2 separate regions of the Ovis aries genome follow, and region 2 is linked to region 1. The links are chromatin contacts, called in public Hi-C maps. All regions are on one chromosome and are shown on one strand. The core of a region is the stretch at or near the end of the contact, and the rest is flanking DNA. Distances in the headings are between cores, read along the strand shown. Region 1 has its middle 25 kb from the start of PDP1. Region 2 has its middle 71 kb from the start of PDP1.

Evidence for each region. A called contact is a pair of places that touch in the nucleus more often than the background predicts.
Region 2: a Hi-C map of tail adipose tissue shows a contact between it and region 1, with 5 times the contacts expected there. The contact joins two enhancer-like sites. A contact is called at or near these places in 9 of 16 Hi-C or Micro-C datasets (blood, hypothalamus, liver and 5 more).

What each region holds. Positions count from the first base shown.
Region 1 is chr9:83,251,677-83,256,592 of ARS-UI_Ramb_v3.0, reverse strand. No RefSeq gene overlaps it. Among named protein-coding and RNA genes, the nearest start is that of PDP1, 25 kb to the left of the region's middle. Within about 2 kb of position 2,747, at least 10 of the 54 cell types and tissues checked have an H3K27ac peak or open chromatin away from gene starts, as enhancers often do.
Region 2 is chr9:83,347,618-83,352,533 of ARS-UI_Ramb_v3.0, reverse strand. No RefSeq gene overlaps it. Among named protein-coding and RNA genes, the nearest start is that of PDP1, 71 kb to the right of the region's middle. Within about 2 kb of position 2,028, at least 2 of the 54 cell types and tissues checked have an H3K27ac peak or open chromatin away from gene starts, as enhancers often do.

The DNA.
Region 1 (4,916 bases), core at 1,498-3,997:
ATCCTCAGGGACGGATGCCTCCTGGCCACAGTCACATCAGTGAAGTTGGAAACAGACATCACAGGTCCAGTCAAGACTCCAAAGTCAGCAACTCCAACTGATAAAACGTTTACAGCCTCAGTGAGATCCTGGGCTAGAAATGCTGCTTCCAAATTCCAAACCCTCAAAGTGCAGCGAATTCTTCTACTAGCACAATAGATTTATTTGGGAACAGCAAGAACATTGTGGTTCAGGACATGCAATCTGTGGCACAGCATAGGCGAATTCGGAGAATACAAGAGAGTAACTTTTATGTATATATATATAGAGAGAGGAGAAGTGGGAGAGTCTATTATAAACATTGGAGTCCACTGGAGAAAACAGAATTTAGAGTGTAGTGGATTTTCATTGGCTGAGTTGTGACGCTCTCAATGGTTGGGCTGTTGCCAGGCAAGGAGAAATTGTTCCTTCCTCCTACTGGGTAGTCATGCTGTAACTTTCTTCCTGTGGAGCTGCAAAGGTACAGCTCTTCCAGCTGGGTCTGCAGTTGAATTCCAGTGGTAGAGCATGAGAGTGCCCCTCCTGGCGCCATTTAAATGAGGTTTCTATTTACAGGCAAACCTCATTACATTGTTCTTCACTTTATTTTGCTTTGTGCTATTTTTTGTAATGGGCTTCCCTTGCGGCTCAGCGGATAAAGAATCCGCCTGCAATGCGGGAGACCTGGGTTTGATCCCTAGGTTGGGAAGATTCCCTGGAGAAGGGAAAGGCTACCCACTCCAGTATTCTGGCCTTGAGAAGTCCATGGACATGGACTATATAGTCCGTGGGGTCACAAAGAGTCAGACAGGACTGAGTGACTTTCATGTTCACTTTCAATTTTTGTAGTATATATTGAAATCAGGATGTGTGATGCCTACACCTTTGTTCTTGCTTAAAAAATTGTTGTGGCTACTTAAGGTCTTTTCTGGTTCCATATGAATTTTAGGATTTTTTTTTCCTATTCCTGTGAAAAGCATCACTGGAATTTTGATAGGGATTGCATTTATTTGTAGATTGGGTAGAATGGACATTTTAGCAGTATTAATTCTTCCAATCCATGAACATGAAATATCTAAAAAGGTAGCTCAGTTGGTAAAGAATCTGCCTGCAATGAAGGAGCCCCTGGTTTGATCCCTGGGTCAGGAAGATCCCCTGGAGAAGGAAATGGCAATCCACTCCAGTATTCTTGCCTAGAGAATCCCCATGGACAGAGGAGCCTGCTGGGCTACAGTCCTTGAGGTCGCAAAGAGTCAGACACGACTGAGTGACTAAGCCCAAGCACGTTAAGTGGACAAACAGGTTTCAAATCAACATGCACAAAATCAGTACAATCTGATTTTATTGTAAACGTATGTATGCATGTCGAAAGATCTGGAACTATAATAGCAAAAATGACTCAAGGCCAGCATACAAAAGGAAGCCTCCTCATTCAGACTCTAAACAGGCTCAAGCCCTGGGGCAGCTGCAACAAGAATCAGGGAAAGGTGTCCTGAGAGAAAAGGACTGAACATGAAGGTTAGAATCTTACGTAACTTATTTTTTATGCCACTATTTAAACTTCATATCATTCCCTTTAGTGTCTATATTTACTTTTGAGAGCACTATATTTTAGAATCGCCTGCTGTGCTGAATGGTTCTCCAGCGGCTATCTACTCTGGGACACTCTGACATCATCGGAGTGGTTGGCTGTGTTGGGCATTCACAAACGCGGATGAAGTAATACAGCATCTTTTGTAGAGAGATGTGGGCAGCGCCTTTCATCTCCCCTGGGCTTTTAGACAAGGATCAAGTCAAAGTGAAGGCAGGGGGCAGCATCTGGCGGGAGCCTCCTAGCCTTAGCAGCCTTTGCTCATGAACATGGGCTCAATTTCTTGGTGGCTAAGGGAAAGGTCAGATTGGCCTGCGAGGAAGGAAATCCATGTCCCTCTGCAGAAAGTCCACTTCCTAGGTAACTAAAGAAATATAGTTGAGCCAAGACAGACCTCAACAAGACAATTCTTCAGGGCATGGGCGACGGTGACCCTGATCGGAGAAGACACTGGATATAGGACAGAGTTGAAAACAGTTTGAAAGATCTCCCGCAGTGACCAAACATGAACTTTGTCTCCAACTTTTGTGATGGTAGCCACGTTAACCTGAATTACCCTCACTGCCCTTTTAAGAGAGTTACTGGTGCGACACAGAAGAGACCAGCAGTTTTGCCACACTGAGCTACAAACAGAACCAGAGCAGCTTTCTTGAGCTCTTACTGCGTGCCAGACAGGCTTGCATACAAAGGAAGCCTCCTTGCTCAGACTCTAAACAGGCTCAAGCCCTGGGGCAGCTGCAACAAAGTCGAGAAGCAGCTGTTCCCTTGCCCGCTCGTGGGCTTGGCTGCCGGTCTATCTGCTCTGCCAGCCACCTGGGTTGACGAGTTGTGAGAGGTGAGAGGCAGGCTTTTTTCCCAGAAAGGGAAATTAACCCATAACGCCAAGATAGTCAAACTCACATGCAGACGAAGGGCACCAGTGAGGCACACAGAAGCCATTGTCCACAGAAAGAAGATAACTTGCCAAAAAAAAAAAAAAAAAAAAAACCCACTAACACATGGTAATTCTTTTACAAACACAAATTTAAACAACATACACAAAAACACTACAATAAAGTCCAAAACCGCAGAAGCTCAATGTGACTGAACTGCAGCTGGGCAAAATCACTTGGGTGTTGGCTGTCCTGTTATTCTCCTCCTTTGCCTCCCCTGCCAGCTGCATAGATGGGGGAGGTGTGTGTGTTAATCGCTCAGTTGTATCCAACTCTTTGTGACCTCATGGACTGTAGCCTGCCAGGCTTCTCTGTCCATGGGATTCTCAGGCCAGAATGCTGGAGTGGGTTGCCATTTCCTTCTCCAGGGGATCTTCCTGACCCAGAGATCCAACCTGGATCTCCTACATTGCAGGGAGATTCTTTACCACTGCGCCACCAGGGAAGCCCCTAGATTGGGGCGGGGGAAGCGACAAAAGAGGTGGAAAGACTCTAGCAGACCCACTGGAGAGGAGGGCAGAGGGGGGTTATGGAGGAGAGTGTGAGGCCCTGAGGATTTAGTAAGTTCTAGAGAAGAGCTGAAAGTGGGTGAAAGTGAAAGTCGCTCAGTCAAGTCCGACTCTTTGTGATCCCATGGACTATATAGTCCCTGGATTTCGCTCCAGGCCCAAATACTGGAGTGGGTAGCCTTTCCCTTCTCCAGGGAATCTTTACAACCCAGGGATTGAACCCAGGTCTCCAGCATTGCAGGCGGATTCCTTACCAGCTGAGACACCAGAGAGTTAAAAAGGGTTTGACGATTAATCACGAATTATGACTTAGATTTTTTAAAATTTTTAGAGAGATGAGTAACGCTGAAATGCCTGTTTGAGCTGTGCTTCTTCAAATAAGTGTCCATTCTGAGACTAGACCGCTTGGGCTGTGACCGTGTAAGAATTCTCCGAGCAGGATCATGAGGCTCCCTTTTTGCCCTTTTGTGTGAGCATGTGAAAATGCAGAAAATAGAGTCATTCTCTTTGACTGTTTCAAGTACTTTCTCTGTGACCCAAGACCAGTTATGTGCCAGCTTCTTCATAACCTAAAAATTATGGCAGAAGAATACATCCTACTTTTCTCTGGGGGCAGGGAGAGGCGGGGAGCAGTTCATAGCTCAAATGCCATAGATTCTCACAGTTCTTACTGAGACTTAGTAGGTTTTCTTGAATCTGCGTTTCTTCATTGGCTATATGCCCTCAGGACAATCTGTACAGACTTGAAATGGTTAAGTTTTTAAAAGTAACTGTCACCAGTTATGACTGTTTCACTGAAGAGCACAGGTCTGAGAGGCTGTTCCTGCCACCATTCCAGAATTGGGTCTTTGGTATTTGAATCTGGGATTTTAGCAGAGAGGGAAAGCATAGTTCAAGTCAGGTTGGGAGCCAGAGAAAAAGAAACAAGAACTTTGGAAGCCAAAACGAACCCATTGTTCATGCTTACTTACCTCCTGGGAATTTTATGGTCCAGCTCATTCTGGAGTTAGAACCCTTCTTGGCTGAACTAGCACCAGCAAAGCTGTGGGCTGTGATATATGATAGCTGTGAGGCACGTGAGGTCATAGACAGGTTGCTCTTCTGACCGGAGATCAGAGAAGAAGTAGGCTAGAGAGAGAAGGCAAAAATGGAGTGGGGTGGGTATGAGACCAACTTCATTCTTCTACATGTAGATATCTAATTTTCCACGCACCAATTCATTGTTGAAAGACTGTCTTTCAAGGGTGTTCTTGGCACCCTTCCCGAAGACCAGCTGACCATATATGCATGTTTTTATTTCTGTTTCATTGGTCTATATGTATGATTTTTTGCCAGTGCCTTACCATTTGGATTACTATAGCTTCCAAGGATGGTAACCTCAAAGGATTTTTTTTTTTTTTAAGAAGAAGAAAGTTTTGCCTTCAAAAGCAGAAACAGCAGCAACAGTTATGTAAGCTCTTCTGATCTTCACAGGTGGGGTATAGGTGAATTCCTTGCTATTTGTGGGGATCTTTTCATGACAAAGCTTTCTTCTAAACAATGGCTTCCGCAGCATGCAGACAGCTACAGGCTGCTCAGTTGCTTGTATTTGGTCAATCATTCAACAGTTATTAAATGCCTACTGTTGATCAGAAACAGAATTTAATTCTAAAATAAGTCTAAAACATTTACTAAGGCCTCCAACATATTTGCCACTTCTTGGTCCTCAATTCAATGAACATAATGTCATCAGTATGGTAGAGCAATGAAACATTTTACAGAATTTCCAGATAGCCTGGAGCCCTTGGGACTATCTTACGACAGATGACATGAGTTAACTGAAAAGCTAGAGAGAACCTGTAAGTGTGTACTATCGTTTGGCCTCCC
Region 2 (4,916 bases), core at 779-3,278, 97 kb before region 1:
TCCCTTACCTCGTCCTCAAACCTCCACTTCAACTTTTGAGATGCGTAACTCCCTTTTTGTGGGGGCTCCAAAACCACTGCCGATGGTGACTGCAGCCATGAAATTAAAACATGCTTCCCTGGAAGAAAAGTTATGACCAACCTAGACAGCATATTAAAAGCAGAGACATTACTTTGCCGACAAATCTCGGTCTAGTCAGTTCAGTTCAGTCTCTCAGTCATGTCCGACTCTTTGTGACCCCATGGACTGCTGCAGGCCAGGCCTCCCTGTCCATTACCAACTCCCAGAGTTTACCCAAACTCATGTCCATTGAGTCAGTGATGCCATCCAACCATCTCATCCTCTGTCGTCCCCTTCTCCTCCTACCTTCAATCTTTCCCAGCATCAGGGTCTTTTCCAAAGAGTCAGTTCTTCACATCAAGTGGCCAAAGTATTGGAGTTTCAGCTTCAGCATCAGTCCTTCCAATGAACACTCAGAACTGATCTCCTTTAGGATGGACTAGTTGGATCTCCTTGCAGTCCAAGGGACTCTCAAGGGTCTTCTCCAATACCACAGTTTAAATGCATCAATTCTTTAGCTCTCAGCTTTCTTTATAGTCCAACTCTCACATCCATAAATGACTATTGGAAAAATCATAGTTTTGACTAGATGGACCTTTGTTGGCAAAGTAATGTCTCTGCTTTCTAATATGCTGTCTAGGTTGGTCATAACTTTCCTTCCAAGGAGTAAGCATCTTTTAATTTCGTGGCTGCAGTCACCATCTGCAATGATTTTGGAGCCCAGAAAAATAACGTCAGTCACTGCTTCCACTGTTTCCCCATCTATTTGCCATGAAGTGATGGGATTGGATGCCAGATTCTTTCTGAATGTTGAGCTTTGAGCCAACTTTTTCACTCTCCTCTTTCACTTTCATCAAGAGACTCTTTAGTTCCTCTTCACTTTCTGCCATAAGGGTGGTGTCATCTGCATATCTGAGGTTACTGATATTTCTCCTGGCAATCTGTTGTTCCATCTCCAGTTCTAACTGTTGCCTCCTGACCTGCATATAGGTTTCTCAAGAGGCAGGTCAGGTGGTCTGGTATGCCCATCTCTTTCAGAATTTTCCGCAGTTTATTGTGATCCACACGGCTTTGGCATAGTCAATAATGCAGAAATAGATGTTTTTCTGGAACTCTCTTGCTTTTCCGATGATCCAGCAGATGTTTGCAATTTGATCTCTGGCTCCTCTGCCTTTTCTAAAACCAGCTTGAATAACAAGGCTAAGCTGCCTCAAATACAAAAGCAGCTTCCCTCCTCGTTATTGGAAATACAGTGTAGGCTTTTTTAAGCTGGTTTATTTGCTTATTCTCGGCTGCATTCAGCCTTCCTTTTGCACACGGGCTTTACTCTCGCTGTGGCTGGAGGGGTGACTGCGCTGCACGCGATTGTCTCGCTGCTGTGGCGGCTTCTCCTGTTGCAGAGCGCAGGCTCTAGGCGCATGTGGGCTCAGGAGTTGTGGTGCTCGGGCTTAGTTGCCCCGAAGCATCTGAGATCTTCCTGGATCAGAGATTGAACCTGGAGCGCCTGCATTGGCAGATAGACTCTTAACCACTGGACTACCAGGAAAAGTCTGGCACCGTTTTAAAAGCAACATTTGGAAGAATTGAGCCTTACCTATTAAAGTGATCAACATTTTCTCAGGGCCTTTGAAAACGTGATAATTCACTTAGGGAATGAACTGACATTTATGGAAGAGTTGAGGTTATTCCATATTCAGTTGTCTCTGTCCTTTGGATTCAGACTTCCACAGAAGATGATGAATCAGGCTGAAACATCCTACAGGGAAATGATTAATTTCTCCTGCTCTTCACAAAACCGAAACATCCACCCTTTCTCTCATCCACAGCAGAGCCTGGCCAACAGCTTTCTTTATGCACCTCCCCCTCTGAACACACAGCTGGATGGCATTCCAACCCCTTGGGCAGGTTAGCACAGCCTGTGACTGGCTCTAGCCAGTGACACGTGGACAGAAGTGGTGTGCTTTTCTGGCTTGGCCCATAGAAACTTGCTGTGATCACCAAACGGCCAAGGATCCAGGCGAGGATGCTGAGGCCAAGTCACAAGCTGAACGGACACGTGCCAACCGCCAAGATGCACAGCGCTGAGCTCAGAGTCAAAAGGAAGCCCTTGTTGCATTGGATCACCGAGAGCTGAGAGTTTTCATTGTTTTTCACAGTAAAACCACACGTCACTCACTGTCTTCTCCTCGCCTCCTCTTGCACCCCTCTTTCCCTGGCTTCTGCTGTCTCTCTTTATCATGTGATGAGGACTTTCTGATGTAATAACCAAACCAAACTGGTTTTATTGGATTTGAGATCAAAGCTGAAAGGATAAGCAGGTTCAATTAACTTAACTAGGAGAAAAAGTTCAATCCACTCAACTCTTCAAAAAGCTTATAAGTTAATATTTAGGATAATTTTTATTAAACAACTGGGTAAATGGTGAACATTTATTCAATTTTGAAATTATGTGAGCACCTCAGGGTGAGTGATCTCAGTGCTACCAGCAGATATGTACACGACAACCGCCTTCCAATGAGGAAAACCGCCTTGGAAATGGATATAACCCACACTCTCAGCTGACTCTCTTTATTTGAATGGCACCGTGACTTCCAGTGGGCACGCGTGGGCACCGCCACAGTATCAGGCAGGCCAGAAAAAGTATCAGTCCTGCAGTGAGAGGCTTCCAAAAGAAGCAAAGTTTCAAAGCGGCCTTTAAAAAATCCAAAATGAAAATTCTGATCTGACCTTGTGTGACTGCTTTCTTTCAAACGCAATATGGCAATTAACCACCCCCCAGCCCTCTCCTTCTCTTCTTGCTCCAAGTTGGTGACTCTCAAACTGGGCTCAGGGAAGCCCATTCGGAAGTTGTTTCAAGAAGTGGGCTCCAGGCAACTCACTCCAGATTGTGACCAGAGAAGCATTATTCTGATCTGTTTTGCAAACTGGGTTTCTGCATAAGCATTTATTTTTGTGTGCGAGTGGGGAAGACTCCTTTGCTTTAAAGAGTTACAGAAAACATTGGGTTATACGTTCCACCTGGATATGACACCTACTCTCAGAGTTTTAGTCACACAAATACCCAAAGATGTCCAAATCTGAAGCTCCAGCACATCTCTTTTCCGAACCCCCCCACTCACAGTCCCACTTGTATCTCACCACCTCCACTTGCTGGGTGCCTCAGCCACCTCTTCACAATGCTCCTGAAATAGAGTGTGTTATCCTGCCTACCCTCCTCCTGCATTAATGACATCACCTCCACCTGATTACTCAAAAGAAAACTCTGAATCATCCTGACTCCCGTTACTTCCCCCGCTCCCCCGGATCCAGTCATTTAGTCCAGTTTGTGACCCGTCCTAGCTATCCCATAACTATAATGTCTTTCCTCTCCATCCTCGTCACCACTGCCTTGGTGTAGGGCCTCATCATTCTCCTTCTTCTGGACCATCACAGTGGTCCCCAGTGGCTCTCATATTACTCTGCCCCTGACTGCACTGATTTTTTTGAAATACAGTAGAAATCATCATAGCAGATCATTGTTTTTAGCTTGGCAGTGAATAAAATGCTTTCATGTACGTTGTCATATTTAAGTAGCACCACCACATTCCAGCAAGAGGACGTTGTTCTTCTTTATTTAGAACAGGAATTTGAAGCCTCAGAAAATTATGTTGATCAGGTATCCACAGAAAGTCAAAAGAACTAGTGTTTGAACCCAAGGACTCCGAAGTTCATGCAGATGACAGGAACCACGCCACCAAACACATATCCGTCCCTGGCTTTAGCACGTTCAGCTCCTCACCACTGCCGACGGAAGGAAACACAGACCTTTGAGCATTTCAAACACAGCTCACTCTTAACAGTGCCCCAGGAGGCTTCCGCAGTTAATGGTAACAGCTACTTTAATAGTTAACATTCTAGCTCTGGAGCTAGAACATGCATTCTAACGTAAAACCTTGGATAAGTTACGCAACTTTTCTAAATCTCAGTTCCTGAAGGTGCAAAGTTGGGCTGTCATAGAGTTTATCCCACGAGGCTGTTGTGAGGCTTAAATAAGATTGTGCGTGTGAAGTACTTTACACCTTGCCTGTCCTGTAGAAAGTGCTGAGTGAAAGCTGGCTGTGGGCAGCTAGCAACCATTCCTCCTCCTAAGGAAATGCATAGAAAGGATTTCCTTTCTATCCTCCACCCTTCAAGCCGCCCACATTCTCTGTGATGTCCTCCAAGAAATCTTGAAAATCCTGGGTGGTAAGCCCCCCCACCACTTTGTACCCATCTCTACAGTTAGATACTTGATCGGGTGATACTATCTGTAGAGGGAGGGAGTTAGAGAAGGCAAGGTTCGGAAAAAGAACGAGACCAGCATTTTACTGGAACAGATCACATTTAATGAGGCGAGAAGGGGCAGCAGTCAGATTAGTGAGCTGCCGCACTACGCAAGAAAAGAGTAAGTATATATAGGCATATATGTGGAAATCTGCTGTCTTAAGGGGGCCTGTTCTCCAAGGTTGTTCGGAGTAATTATCTCTTAAAAGGCTAGGGCAAGGAATTCTGGAGATTGGCCAGAGGTTGGACTGGCTGGGAGCTGGGCGTAATCAACCTCAATGTCCATTTTTTTTCCTTCGGGTTAGAGAGTTCTTTGTTTTGCATAGAATGGTGGGGAGGACCCAGAGGGGAGTTTTAACTCCAGGCTATTTTTAGCTGAGTAACTTTCCTTCAGGATCCTTAGGACAAGCGGAGGACTATTCCCTGAGGCTGGTCACTAGGTCTAGGAGAAAATCCCCACGATGGAAAGCTCCCACGTGCCTAGCTTTAGGTTTCTTTCCTGTGTCTCTCTCTGCACCGCTTTCACTTCTGACATCAGAGATGTTCCACAGGCT